Regions from separate parts of the Sus scrofa genome. Here region 2 is linked to region 1. A link is a contact called in public Hi-C data. All regions are on one chromosome and are shown on one strand. The core of a region is the stretch at or near the end of the contact, and the rest is flanking DNA. Distances in the headings are between cores, read along the strand shown. Region 1 holds the start of NXN (nucleoredoxin). Region 2 holds the start of GEMIN4 (gem-associated protein 4).

The links. A called contact is a pair of places that touch in the nucleus more often than the background predicts.
Region 2: a Hi-C map of skeletal muscle shows a contact between it and region 1, with 8 times the contacts expected there. The contact joins the promoter of GEMIN4 here to the promoter of NXN in region 1. A contact is called at or near these places in 1 of 47 Hi-C or Micro-C datasets (skeletal muscle) and 2 of 2 datasets of contacts at active chromatin or transcription factors (alveolar macrophages and skeletal muscle).

What each region holds. Positions count from the first base shown.
Region 1 is chr12:46,905,886-46,911,798 of Sscrofa11.1, forward strand. It overlaps NXN (nucleoredoxin), which reads left to right and starts at 3,290. Exons shown (of 8, transcript XM_021067528.1): 1 at 3,290-3,783. The coding sequence starts at 3,412.
Region 2 is chr12:47,106,539-47,112,314 of Sscrofa11.1, forward strand. It overlaps GEMIN4 (gem-associated protein 4), which reads left to right and starts at 2,820. Exons shown (of 2, transcript XM_003131811.5): 1 at 2,820-3,085; 2 at 5,357-5,776. The coding sequence starts at 3,076.

The DNA of each region.
Region 1 (5,913 bases), core at 2,040-4,539:
AAGAATCGAGACTTGGTACGACCTTTGTACCACTCGTCCCCTGTGGTCACATAAGGCAAGATGTGAGTTTTAACATGGGCCATCTGAAGCTTTGCACACCTGTTTGGCTAGAGGTTCTGCTTAGGAAGGAATGATGAGTAAGAATTAGGCTCTTCCCCATTTTCCAGTCTTTTTCTGATTTTAGCAGTGTATCCATAAATATCGATACATGTATATCTTTGTGTACATATGCTGCTATAGCTGAAGGCTGAGGAATGTGATTTATGAATCTTATAGGTGACAAGTAGGTATTTGTTCTGTGCATGTTTTGTATGACATCATGTGTCTTAGAATGCAGTTTCTCAGGAATTCCTGTCGTGGCTCAGCGGAAACGAATCTGACTAGCATCCATGAGGACACGGGTTTGATCCCTGACCTTGCTCAGTGGGTTAAGGATCCAGCACTGCTGGAGCTGTGCTGTAGCTCGCAGATGCAGCACAGATCTGGCGTTGCTGCAGTTGTGGTGTAGGCTGGCAGCTACAGTTCAGATTCAACCCCTAGCCTGGGAACCTCCATATGCCTTGGGTGTGGCCCCTAAAAAGACCAAAAAAAAAAAAATGCAATTTCTCAAAAGGAAGACTGTTATGTGTATATGGCTCCTTAACACATTTTTTTTGTTTTCACTGCGCCCATGGCATGTGGAAGTTCCTGGGCTAGTGGTGGAACTCACACCATGGCAGCAATTCAAGCCGCTGCAGTGAAAATGCTGGATCCTTAACTCTCTGCACCACAAGGGAACTTCTCTTAACACATATTTTAAAACAATAATAATTTGCAGAACAGCAAGTCAATTCATGTAAAATAACTACCTAAATACCAGTAGGGATATACTTTTTAAGTGGGTCTCTTGAACCGCATATGCATAGAGAGTGCTTCCCATAAGCCAAAGGATGTGGCTAGTCTTTACAGAAAGCCAAGTGAGTCTTCTCAGGTTTCTTCTTGTAACAAACACCCACTGGAATTATGATCTGGGGGAGTTCCCTTGTGGCACAGCAGGCTAAGGATCTGGCATTGTCATAGCAGCTGCTCAGGTCACTGCTGTGGCACAGGTTTGATCCCTGGCCTGAGAACTTCCACATGCTGTGGGAGCAGCCAAAAAAAAAAAAAAAAAAAAGAAAAAGAATTACGATTTTGGAATCATTTTCCATTGCAAATTCCCTCTTTCCACACTCCTTTAAAAGGCAGCTGCGATATTTGGCATCTAACCAAGGCCTGCTGCACCAACAATTCTCTAAATTTTATTTATATTTCATGTGCGGTATGTTCAAACTCTCACTTTCCCAGGTGCCAGATGCTGGTCTGGACACACTCCAGTGGAAAGTGCTTTCCTGTAAAATAATAAAAGGAAAATGCTGAACAAACCACCTCTTTATACAGACTTGCACTTAGTACACCAAAGTTAAGTACTCTAATAATGACTTCACTATTTCCCCACATTTGCAGTCACCCCAATCCCCACCTCACCTCCCTCCACGCCAAATACTTTGTCCTCCGGCTCCCAGAGGATGGTCACAGCCCTTTCACATGTCTTCAGTGTTTGTTTGAAAAGTGTCAGGCTGCAGGAATCTGTCTTGCATGCTCTGGATGCGGCCTAATGGAACCCACCCATGGGTATTTCAGATACGGTTTGGATGAGAAAATAAAGCACTTTAACTCATTTCCAGTCTTTTAAAAGATACCTCATAACTTAAGGTCAGCTATGTTAACAACTTTTACAGGTTTTCACTACAAAGTGATGCTCTCCACGTGTCTGATAATAATGCTGTCTCGGCTGTTGCCCAGAATTTTGGCACGACCCTAAGAGTGAACTTGGAATTGGCCTTTGTGATAGAAAGCAATCCTCAACCTGCTTGTGAATGAGCAGCCGGGTTAGGTGGCCACTCAGGGTGGATATTATTTTAAGAGATTGACTGTCCACTCCTGGGGTCTGCCTCCACCTCTTTCACCAGTTTACGTGGTAACAGTTCACTGAGCTCAAAACCAGTAGAATAGCTTGTTCCAACCCAGAAAAATCGAGACCCTTAGGCATGAAAACTTATGTTTTTGCCAAAAGCTTGCGGTTATAGTCTGAGGTTTAAATGAACTCTTGTAAAGCAGGCTATGATTCGTGTGTGTGTTTGCGTGTGTTTGGAAAGCCACTGTAAAATGACAAAAATCCTCTGCTTGGCTTCCAGTTTCTTTCTCTTTTGCACTCTTTTCACTAGATGGCGATAGATGCCCAAAAAATAACTTGTAAAGGGCTGGTGGAGGGGGTGAGAGGGGTATCTTTTCCTTTCACTAGGTTGTTTAGTAGCCGAGCTGACACACTGTTGCTAGGTTGCTGGTGGGCATGTTATATATTTTTATTTTTCGTGTGTGTGAGGCAGGAAGCCTTGCCACAGATCTCCTGTTTAATCCAGGTTCTCTGTGAGCATAGGGTGGCATCTTGGCAGCTGGCAAAGAAAAAAAAAATCCCTAGAAATTTTCTCAACTATCAACAGACTTGATAGAAGCTCTGGAGCCGGTTCAGGAGCGCAGCCAGCATTGATATAGTGCTGCCGCACCGCATCTGTTGCCTATATTTATGGAGATAGAAGAGAGAGAGCCATTCAGTGGTGACGAGTGGCAGTGGCAACCTGGAGACTGAAATCCCACAAGGCGACTTGCGATCAACTTTACAAGTACTTATGGATTCCCTCCCGTTTGCCTAGCACTAGATCAGAAACCACACCAAAAATAATAAGAGAGGGAGCCCTCCAGTCCTCTTACAGTAGAGAACACAAAACATACACTCGAGAAATAAGTGCCCGGAGCAAGACCTAGCCTGATAGTTATGATTGTGTGGTGAAGGTGGTAAGTCTTACAAGCCTTGTGAGATCAGTGGGGTACGAAATAGCCAGAGGGTTAGCCCGTGTGTAGGGGGAGAGAGGAGGAAGGGGAGGAACTGGGATGGGGCAGAGAACTCGGGGAGGGGGACTGTAGGAATCTTTAAAACCCGGAGAGAATTTGGAATTTGGGAGCGGAGAGGAAATGCAGGGCGAGGCGAGACCAAGCAGGGCCCCTTCTCCCTTCTTCGCTTAGGTTCGGGGTATTCCCGACGGACTTGAGCGTCTCGGGTCCGCTGTCTCGCCAGGCAGCATCCAGAGCCCTTCGGCCACGCGGTGGGAGCCCGCGCCCCCAGCGCCCTCGGCCACAGCCTGTGTGGAGGCCCCGAGCAAGGCTGCAAAGGGGGCGTGGTGTGGGCGTGGCGGAGGGCGTGTCGTGGGCGGGACTCAACGCTCTCCTGCGCCCGCGCCGCCGCTGCCGCCTCCGCCCGCCGAGCGGACTGAGGGACCCGGGTCGCTGCCGCCTGCCCGCCCGGGTGCCCGCGTGCCCGGGCTGCGGTGGGCCAGGATGTCGGGCTTCCTGGAGGAGCTGCTGGGCGAGAAGCTGGTGACCGGCGGCGGCGAGGAGGTGGACGTGCACTCGCTGGGCGCCCGCGGCATCTCACTGCTCGGGCTCTACTTCGGCTGCAGCCTGAGCGCCCCCTGCGCGCAGCTTAGCGCCAGCCTGGCTGCCTTCTACAGCCGCCTGCGGGGGGACGCGGCCGCCGGGTTGGGGGCCGGCGCCGGGCCGGGGCCCGGGGCCGGAGCGGCGGCAGAGCCCGAGCCGCGGCGCCGCCTGGAGATCGTCTTCGTGTCCTCCGACCAGGACCAGCGGCAGTGGCAGGACTTCGTGCGGGACATGCCGTGGCTGGCGCTGCCCTACAAGGAGAAACACAGGAAGGTGAGCGGCGCCGGCCTCGTCTGCGCCCCCGGCGTGGGGGCGCAGCTCGCTCCTTCCCCAGAGCCGGGTCTTTGCCTCTGTCCGAGTCCCCTCACCTCCTCCTGCGTCGTTGCACGCGCTTCCCCTCCTGCCCCTCAGCGTCCCCTTCCTCTGCCCGCCCCCCGTCCCCGGACCCCGCCGCCTTGGGGCTCCCGAGTGGCAACTCCTCGGCGCGTGTGCCAGGCCGTGCCTGCGGTGTAAGTTTGAAACCCCTCGTCCCCTGGGACCCGACTCTCGTCCTTGGGGAGTCGAGAATCGGGTCCCCACATGTTGAGAACCTCGTGTAGGGGGTGGCTGCGCTCGGGGGTCTTGACTCGGTGACCCCCATCCCCGGGCAGAAGCACGGGGCGGGGGGCGGTTCCTTCCCTGGGCGCTAGACTCCCCGAGGATAGCTGGCCCTGGGTGGGGGGGAGGGAGGGTGCTAGCCCCCTACCCATAATGCCCGAACCAGGAAGTTTCCTCTCTTTCCCAGAGAAATCTGCTTCCCTGGGGCTCCTTCCCTGTAGTTCGGGACCCCGACCCAGAGGCCGAGGCCAGGCCGCCCGGCGCCCTGGGGAGGTTGCCTGCTGACCGTGGCTTTGGGCTTAGAAGGGAGCTCGCTCGTGTCCCCTTCGCCCTCCCTCCATAGCCCCCTCTCCCCACCCCCCCACTCCCCCCCCTCACCCCCCCCCCGACCCCGAGCCCGCGCCGAGCTGAACTAGTGGCCACGGGAGAGCCTTTCATTGTCTGGCTGTCCAGCCGTCCTCCCCAGATGCCTCCCGGGCGCAGGACCAGACCGGTCCTGGCAGCTCTTCGTTGCTTGGTTGGTGGGCCACTATTGTCTTGGCATCGGCTTAAATGCTGAACTGATCCCATAGGTGCAGATTGACCAGAAACACGAGGATTGGGGGGAATGTATATACTTCGCTGTCAACTTATCCCTCCTTCCCCCCCCACCCCCCACCCCGCTGCTGAAATTAGCTGGGAGTTTTGAGTGGTGTCTGTTGGATGAAGATGTCTGTTTTAATAAAACGAATTCAGGAAATTTTGCCATGAATCGAAACAGCGAAGTTTTGGAGCGCTTCTGCTTCATTAGTATGCCTGATGCAATGTGTGACTCCAGCCCCTTCCTTTCCTGAGGAGAATCTGAGTTTGTGGCATGTTCAGGAGATGGGCTGTTCAGGGGGGTTTAGGTCCTGCCGGGATGGTCAGGGCACGCCATGTGTTTCTTTAATGTGTACAGAATCTTGTTGAGAGGCACGATTTAGCTTTAGAGCAAAAGACTTAGGCGGTGACCCCCTATGTCTGGAGTAAATCATCCATGGATGCAGAGTAAGGTACAGACTTGGTATTTAAAGCATGAAATACAGTTTAACAAATAAGAGTTTGTAAATTTAACATGGGGAAAAACATGGGCTCACTAACCATGCAGAGACAAAACTTGGCATCTTAACCGCTTTTGAGATGATGTTGCCTATATTTATGTGCTTGATAATAGTGAAGAGGAATGGCCAGTCCTTTTTTACCTTGAAATGTGGACATTCTTTGTTTTCCTGGGTGGTGGTTATGATCCTTTGGGGGAGGAGTCATGTTCAGAAAGTGATTTATCAAGAAATATTTTCATGGTTATAGCCAGTTTCTATTGGCCACCAAAGTCTCTGTAAAACAGTGTCCTCATGGGGCAGTGCAAATGATTTCTAACTTTCGCACATACACAATGATGGTAAAACGTTGCAGACCTGAGGCCTATTGTGTTTTCCCCCCACAGGTGGAGGAAATAAATTTGCTGGGTAGTTAAAAACATGGAGCCAATTGAGATGTTTTGCAAATGCTTCAAGCTTCTTCTTGAAAAAGGAGAATATTTGATAGGACATAGGCCATGCCTGGTTCTCTGTGCTCTGGTCGGCCCCTTTGCATGGGAAAAAAGAAAAAAAAAAAAAAAAAAAAAGTGGTCTCTGGCCCTAGCCTGGCCTTGCTCATTCCACCAGGATGAGAGTCTGGATGCAGCCCCTCATTTGAAAGTACAGTACAGACAGCTGGCACGTGCCCAAGCAAGCCATGGTGGGCGAGCATCTTAAAAATTTGGTTTTTGCTCAGAGTTTTTCTGACTCA
Region 2 (5,776 bases), core at 1,570-4,069, 200 kb after region 1:
ATCAGGTCCAAGCCATGTCTGCAACCTACACTGCAGCTCATGGCAATGCTGGATCCTTAAGCCACTGAGCAAGGCTAGGGATTGAACTAGGGTTCATTACCTCCGAGCCACTACTGGAATTCCTATGGTGGTTTCTTCTATTGCTTAATAGGTCTTGCATGAACTGGAGCTGACATGATGTCATGAGCTGTGAAAATAGTTTTTAATTGAGGAAAGTATTAGAAATTCTATGCCACAGCAGACAGTTTTCCCTGAAATGTCTTTAATAGTACCACGTAGCACTCCATATCCCAGTGCACCACTGTGCATTGATGCCTCTGTGGTGACGCTTGGAGGAGAAGCTGGGCCCTTGCACAGGTCAAGGGATGCACTGTGCTCCTAAAACAAACCCCATTTACACATGTGTACATACTGTCCCACAAACATCCCCAAGCAGAGACCACAGTTAGCTAAGGGAGTAGTCCTGTGAAGATTTTGATTGCATAGCTTTAAGTGAGTTTTAGAGGCTGGGATTTTGAAACCATCTGTTCCAGGGTTTCTCAACTGCTGTGTTGGGATGCATCAGTTCATCAATTACTTCACTAAAGTTTGGCTTCTCTCGGAGTTCCCACTGTGGCACAGTGAATTAAGGATCTGGTGTTGCCAGAGCTGTGAAGGCTGCAGCTCTGGCTTGGATTCTATCCCTGGCTCAGGAACGTCCATATGCCGAGGGTGCCACCAAAAAAAGAAAAAAAAATTGACTTCCCTCAAAACATTCATCTCATCAGGCCTGTGTTCAGTAGGGGCTTTGGGTAGTAGGATTTGACTTTAGCTTTTTGGAAGACAGAGCCCCTTTCCCCTCAGTAATGTTGGGTTAGTAGTGACTAGACAACCTCGGATGAGATAAGGGGCCTTAGCCTCCTCTCCTTCCTTCTCCGCCTCAACCCCAGAGGCTCAGCTTCTGAAGAATGGTCTCATGAGCATTTTCAAAGCACGATTCTCCCCCAGCTCCTCCGCTCCTGCCAAATATCTACACATGCTCTGAGAATAGAAAGGATGGGAGCTCCTTACTCAAAATCATACAGAAAGCCAGTTTGGATGGAACTGTCCCTAAAGGAAAGATATTCTTTTTCATTATTTTTTGTCTATTTTAGAGCCGGACCGGAGTCACATGGAAATTCCCAGGCTAGGGGTTGAATTAGAGCTACAGCTGCCAGCCTACATCACAGCCATAGCAACATGGGATCCGAGCTGTGTCTGCAGCCTACACCACAGCTCTCGGCAATGCTGGATCCTTAACCCACTGAGCGAGGCCAGGGATTGAACTTTCATCCTCACGGATCCTAGTCGGGCTCATTAACTACTGAGCCACAAAGGGAACTCCCAGGAGAGATAGATTCTTTTTTTTTTTTTTTTTTTTTTTTTGTCTTTTGTCCTTTTTGACCTGAGGCACATGGAGATTCCCAGACTAGGGGCCTAATCGGAGCTGCAGCTGCTGGCCCACACCAGAGCCACAGCAATGCCAGATCCAAGCTGCACCTGCGACCAACACCACAGCTCATGGCAGTGCTGGATCCTTAACCCATTGAGCAAGGCCAGGAGTCGAACCCGCAACCTCATAGTTCCTAGTCGGATTCATTTCTGCTGCACTGCTACACGAACTCCCAAGATAGATTCTTTTTATACATGTTGGATATCTCCCCAGGACTCTCATAGTCGCTTTGAATTCATCAGTTTTCCAGCAGCAGACAATCACTCATGCAGTTTAAGTGATTTATTGATGTCTCAGCTCTGGTTTGTTAGGGTTTCAGGACATTTCCCCCAGCAAGGTCTTTTAAGAAGCCCCATTCCCTACCAGAGGAACCATGCTACTTCATTCTGTGTGACACTCTGTCCTCCCTAACCGGCTTCGTTTTTCTTCAGTTCTTCCACTTTGGCAACATAGAGCCTCATGGCGTCCATCTTGGACATCCCTTTGTTCCCATTCCATGCCTCCCACTTGGCCTTGGCTTTCACATCAGTGGCTGAAGGGGCAGGGATGTTGCAGTCGCCCTGAGTGGCTTGTTTGTAGAAGCTGTACACCAGCAATTTCTCCTTATCACTCACTGGCCCCTTCAACTGCTTGATGGCAGCGCAGGCCATCTCAAACTCCACTTGGCACATTGGGAGAGCTGAGGCTGGGCCCCTCTGTCTTTTCTAGATGTTATCTGGCGCTGGAAGCTGTTGGATGGAAAGTTAGAAACACTTGAGGTTGGTGATTAAGTCTGAGAAGGAGGGAAAGGGAGAAAGGGAGACAGGGCAATGTGTGGGAAGAACATAGAATACTTGTTTCCTCAGTGGGAAATCAAATGTGTTTTCATAGATTGCAAATCAGGCCCTATTGAATTAGATCTGCCCAAGTATTTTGGCTCATTTTATAAGGAGGAGGTCAATTCATTGACGTTTCAAAGGCGTCTTTGATGCCAGAAAATGATGGAGCAGCTATTGCTGTCTGAAGGCGGACTGCTGAGGGGCCAGGGGGTTCTGAGAGAGACCCTCTGCGGAGGAGGAAGCCTTTCAGGGCATGGTGCGCCTGTGCAAGTTAGTGGGCGGCTTGGGGAGGGGCGTTCAGTGAGGGTGAGCCGTGTGCGACAGATCAGCGGATAACTGCATGCGGGAGAACGCGGGGCTACGATGTAACTAGCGGGTGGGACTCACTAGGGCCCAGGGAGAAGGAGCCTGAGAGCACAGACGCTTGGCGAGGCGGAGCCAGGACTGGGAGGGGCGGGCGCCTTGGGGGCGGGGCCTGGGGAGAGGAAGGGGCGGGGCTCGCCGTGGGGACGGAAGCGTGGGTACTTGCCTGTTGGCTGCGTCGAGGGCTGGGGCCGATAGGGGGCGCTGTGGGCCTGGCGGTCCCGACGCCGCGGACACGCTGAGCGACAGAGGTCGGCGGAGAAACCGCGTGGAACCCGAGCTGAGACTGAGGGCGGGGGCCGACACGCGGCCCATTGTCCCGCCCCCCGGCGCCTGCCATTGTGCTGTGACGCCTGCGCCGCCCTTGCTCCCGGGCGGGAGAGGGGTGGCTCGCGCCGCCGCCAGGCCGCCAGCATCGCCGCCATGGACCTAGGTGGGTGTTTGGCTCCCCTGTCCCGGGCCCGCGAGAGCCGCGTCCCCCAACCGGCGACCACGCAGTGCTGAGCGGGTCCTGGCTGAGGGAGACCTCCGGGTCAGGGAGGGGTTTGAGAGGGCGGGGGTGTCCCGGAGACCGGGGTCGGAGCGGCCGGGCTCCAGCCCCGGCCCCGCGGCGTCTCGGCCCGCCTCTTGCCGACTGCGGGCCAAGCGGATGTGAAGTTAGCGTTCCCGGGAGCGGACGGGTTCGGGCACGTGCTTAGGAAAAGGTCGGGCGAGGAGGATGCCCCGGGGGATCCCTGATGCCCCGGCGGTTTCATTTATTGGACGTTTAGTAAGTTCCTGAACAAGTTTCTTACGGTCTTGAGGTCTTCATAGATAAAACGTGGTGACGATATCGTATCCGCCTCAGAGAGTTTGGGGAAGTTTTCACCGAGGTCGCTTGTGTACAGTGTCCGGTCGGGTACCTGGCGCAGAGCTAGCGTTTTTCACACCGGCAGTTGTGGGGACCGTTTGTAGCAGCGGAGGTGGCTCGTGCATCTGGATTCCTCAGAGTCAAAGTCTGGGAGCGGGGAGCTAGTCTAAATCGGCGGCTCCTTGCCCTGCCCCCCCCCCCCCCAACCTGGACGTGCTTTTAAGGGCATTAGACCAGGAGACTTCTGGGAGAGCTGGGGTGAGGCTTTCCAAGATGTGCCGGTATTGGGCTGTAGAGAAGCGTTCAGGTCGCTGTCCCCAGCAGCGGGGGAGGGTAGAGTAGGAAGAGTTTGGAGCCCTGCAGCTGTGGTGATCTGTCCCAGCCCCACCGCTTTGTAGTTCCCGCATCCTGGGCAGCTTGTTTCAGTCCTAAATGTTTCCACCTCCAAAACAGGAACGGTCTTCAAAAGGTTGAAGATTAAAAGAGATCTTAACACACCAACTAGCACAGTGCCTGGTACCGAGTAAGCCCTTAATATTAACATAAGGAGTGGGTGATCACAAGCACCAGTTAACCTGTAGTGAAAAAACAGTTTGGGATTTGCCCAGCCATTCACTGCTTCTGAGACTTACTCCTTCAGGTAGCACATGTACTTACTGTCTCTTGAAAGTTGGTCTCAGGACCAAACATCTCAGCTGAGCAGATAATGCAGTAAAATTACATTGACAGTCAGAAGGGAGCATATTTCGGGTCCCTGGGAGAGCAGCCTGAGCCAGAAAGAAGGGCCAGCAACCCCCAGGGAGACCCCTCAGCAGCCTAACCCTCCCCCAGGTCTGCCTCGGGCACTGGGCCCCAGGGTGGATTCCTTCACGGGTAGGTCACCTAGGAGTGCTGCTCCCTTAAGCAGAGTCTCCTGGAATCGAGATTCTCTCTGCTGACTCCCGGCCTGTGAAAGTGGGGAAGATGTGTTCTTGGGGGCATGAAGGACTGAGGAAGGGGCACTAGGGAAGGGGAGAGGGGTCGGGGGTGAGCCGTATTCATGCTCTTGATTTCGTTTCGGGGCCAGAGAAGATATACTTGAGAGAGACCCATGTCCTTTGCTTTTTCTGAGCTGGAGGAGGCAAAGAAGAGAGACAATTCATCGGGTCCTGCCAACAGTGGAGAGGTTTGAGGGAACCAGTGTTTAGTGAGCCCTTAATCAGGCTCTTTGTAGCCAGAGTCTGATTGTAGCTGTGTCTTACTTGACCCTCAGCAGCCCTGGGAGATGAGATCAGAAGCCAGTAGTGCCCAGGGCTTGACTGGCATGTCCTCTTTGGTCTTCGCAGTCCTAATGTGAAGTTGGTATTATCCCCACGTAAGCAGAAGGGCAGCTCAGAGAAGTATTTTGTCCAAGATCATACCACTTTTAAATGGCTGAGCTAGGATTTAAACCCATGTCTAATTAAACATCCCAAGATGTCTTCCTTGCTAAGTTCTTCAAGGCTCACTGGAGGAAGGACTTTTTTTTTAAGGGCCCCACCTGAGGCATATGCAGATTCCCAGCCTAGGGGTAGCCGCCAGCCTACACCACAGCCACAGCAATGCTGGATCCTTAACCCACTGAGCAAGGCCAGGGATCGAACCCGAGTCCTCATGGATACTAGTCAGGTTCGTTAACCACTGAGCCATGGCGGGAGCCCCTGCAGTGGCTCTTTGACCCCTTCTTCCCCCTCTCCTACTGGTTTCATTTAAACCCCTTATCTCTAAGGCGAATCACGACAGCCCCCGATTAAGTGCCGTCTTTCCCTCTGACCTCTGCTTGCTGTTCTGAACATTTTTACCACATTCCGTCCTGTTCGGCTTGTGTCTGTGCAGGACCTTTGAATATCTGTGAAGAAATGACTATTCTGCACGGGGGCTTCTTGCTGGCCGAGCAGCTCTTCCACCCCAAAGCTCTGGCAGAACTGACCAAGTCTGACTGGGAGCACGTCGGGCGGCCCATCGTGGAGGCTCTGAGGGAGATCTCCGCGGCCACGGCGCACTCCCAGCCCCTCGCCTGGAAGAAGAAGGCCCTGATCATCATCTGGGCCAAGGTTCTTCAGCCCTACCCCGCCACCCCTTCCGACACCGAAGCTCGGTGGCAGGAGGACGTGTTCTTCTCCGTAGGCAACATGATCCCCGCCATCAATCACACGGTCCTTTTCGAGCTGCTCAAGTCCCTGGAAGCGTCCGGGCTCTTTATCCAGCTCCTGCTGGCCTTGCCCACCGCCGTCTGCCGCGCCGAACTGGAGCGCT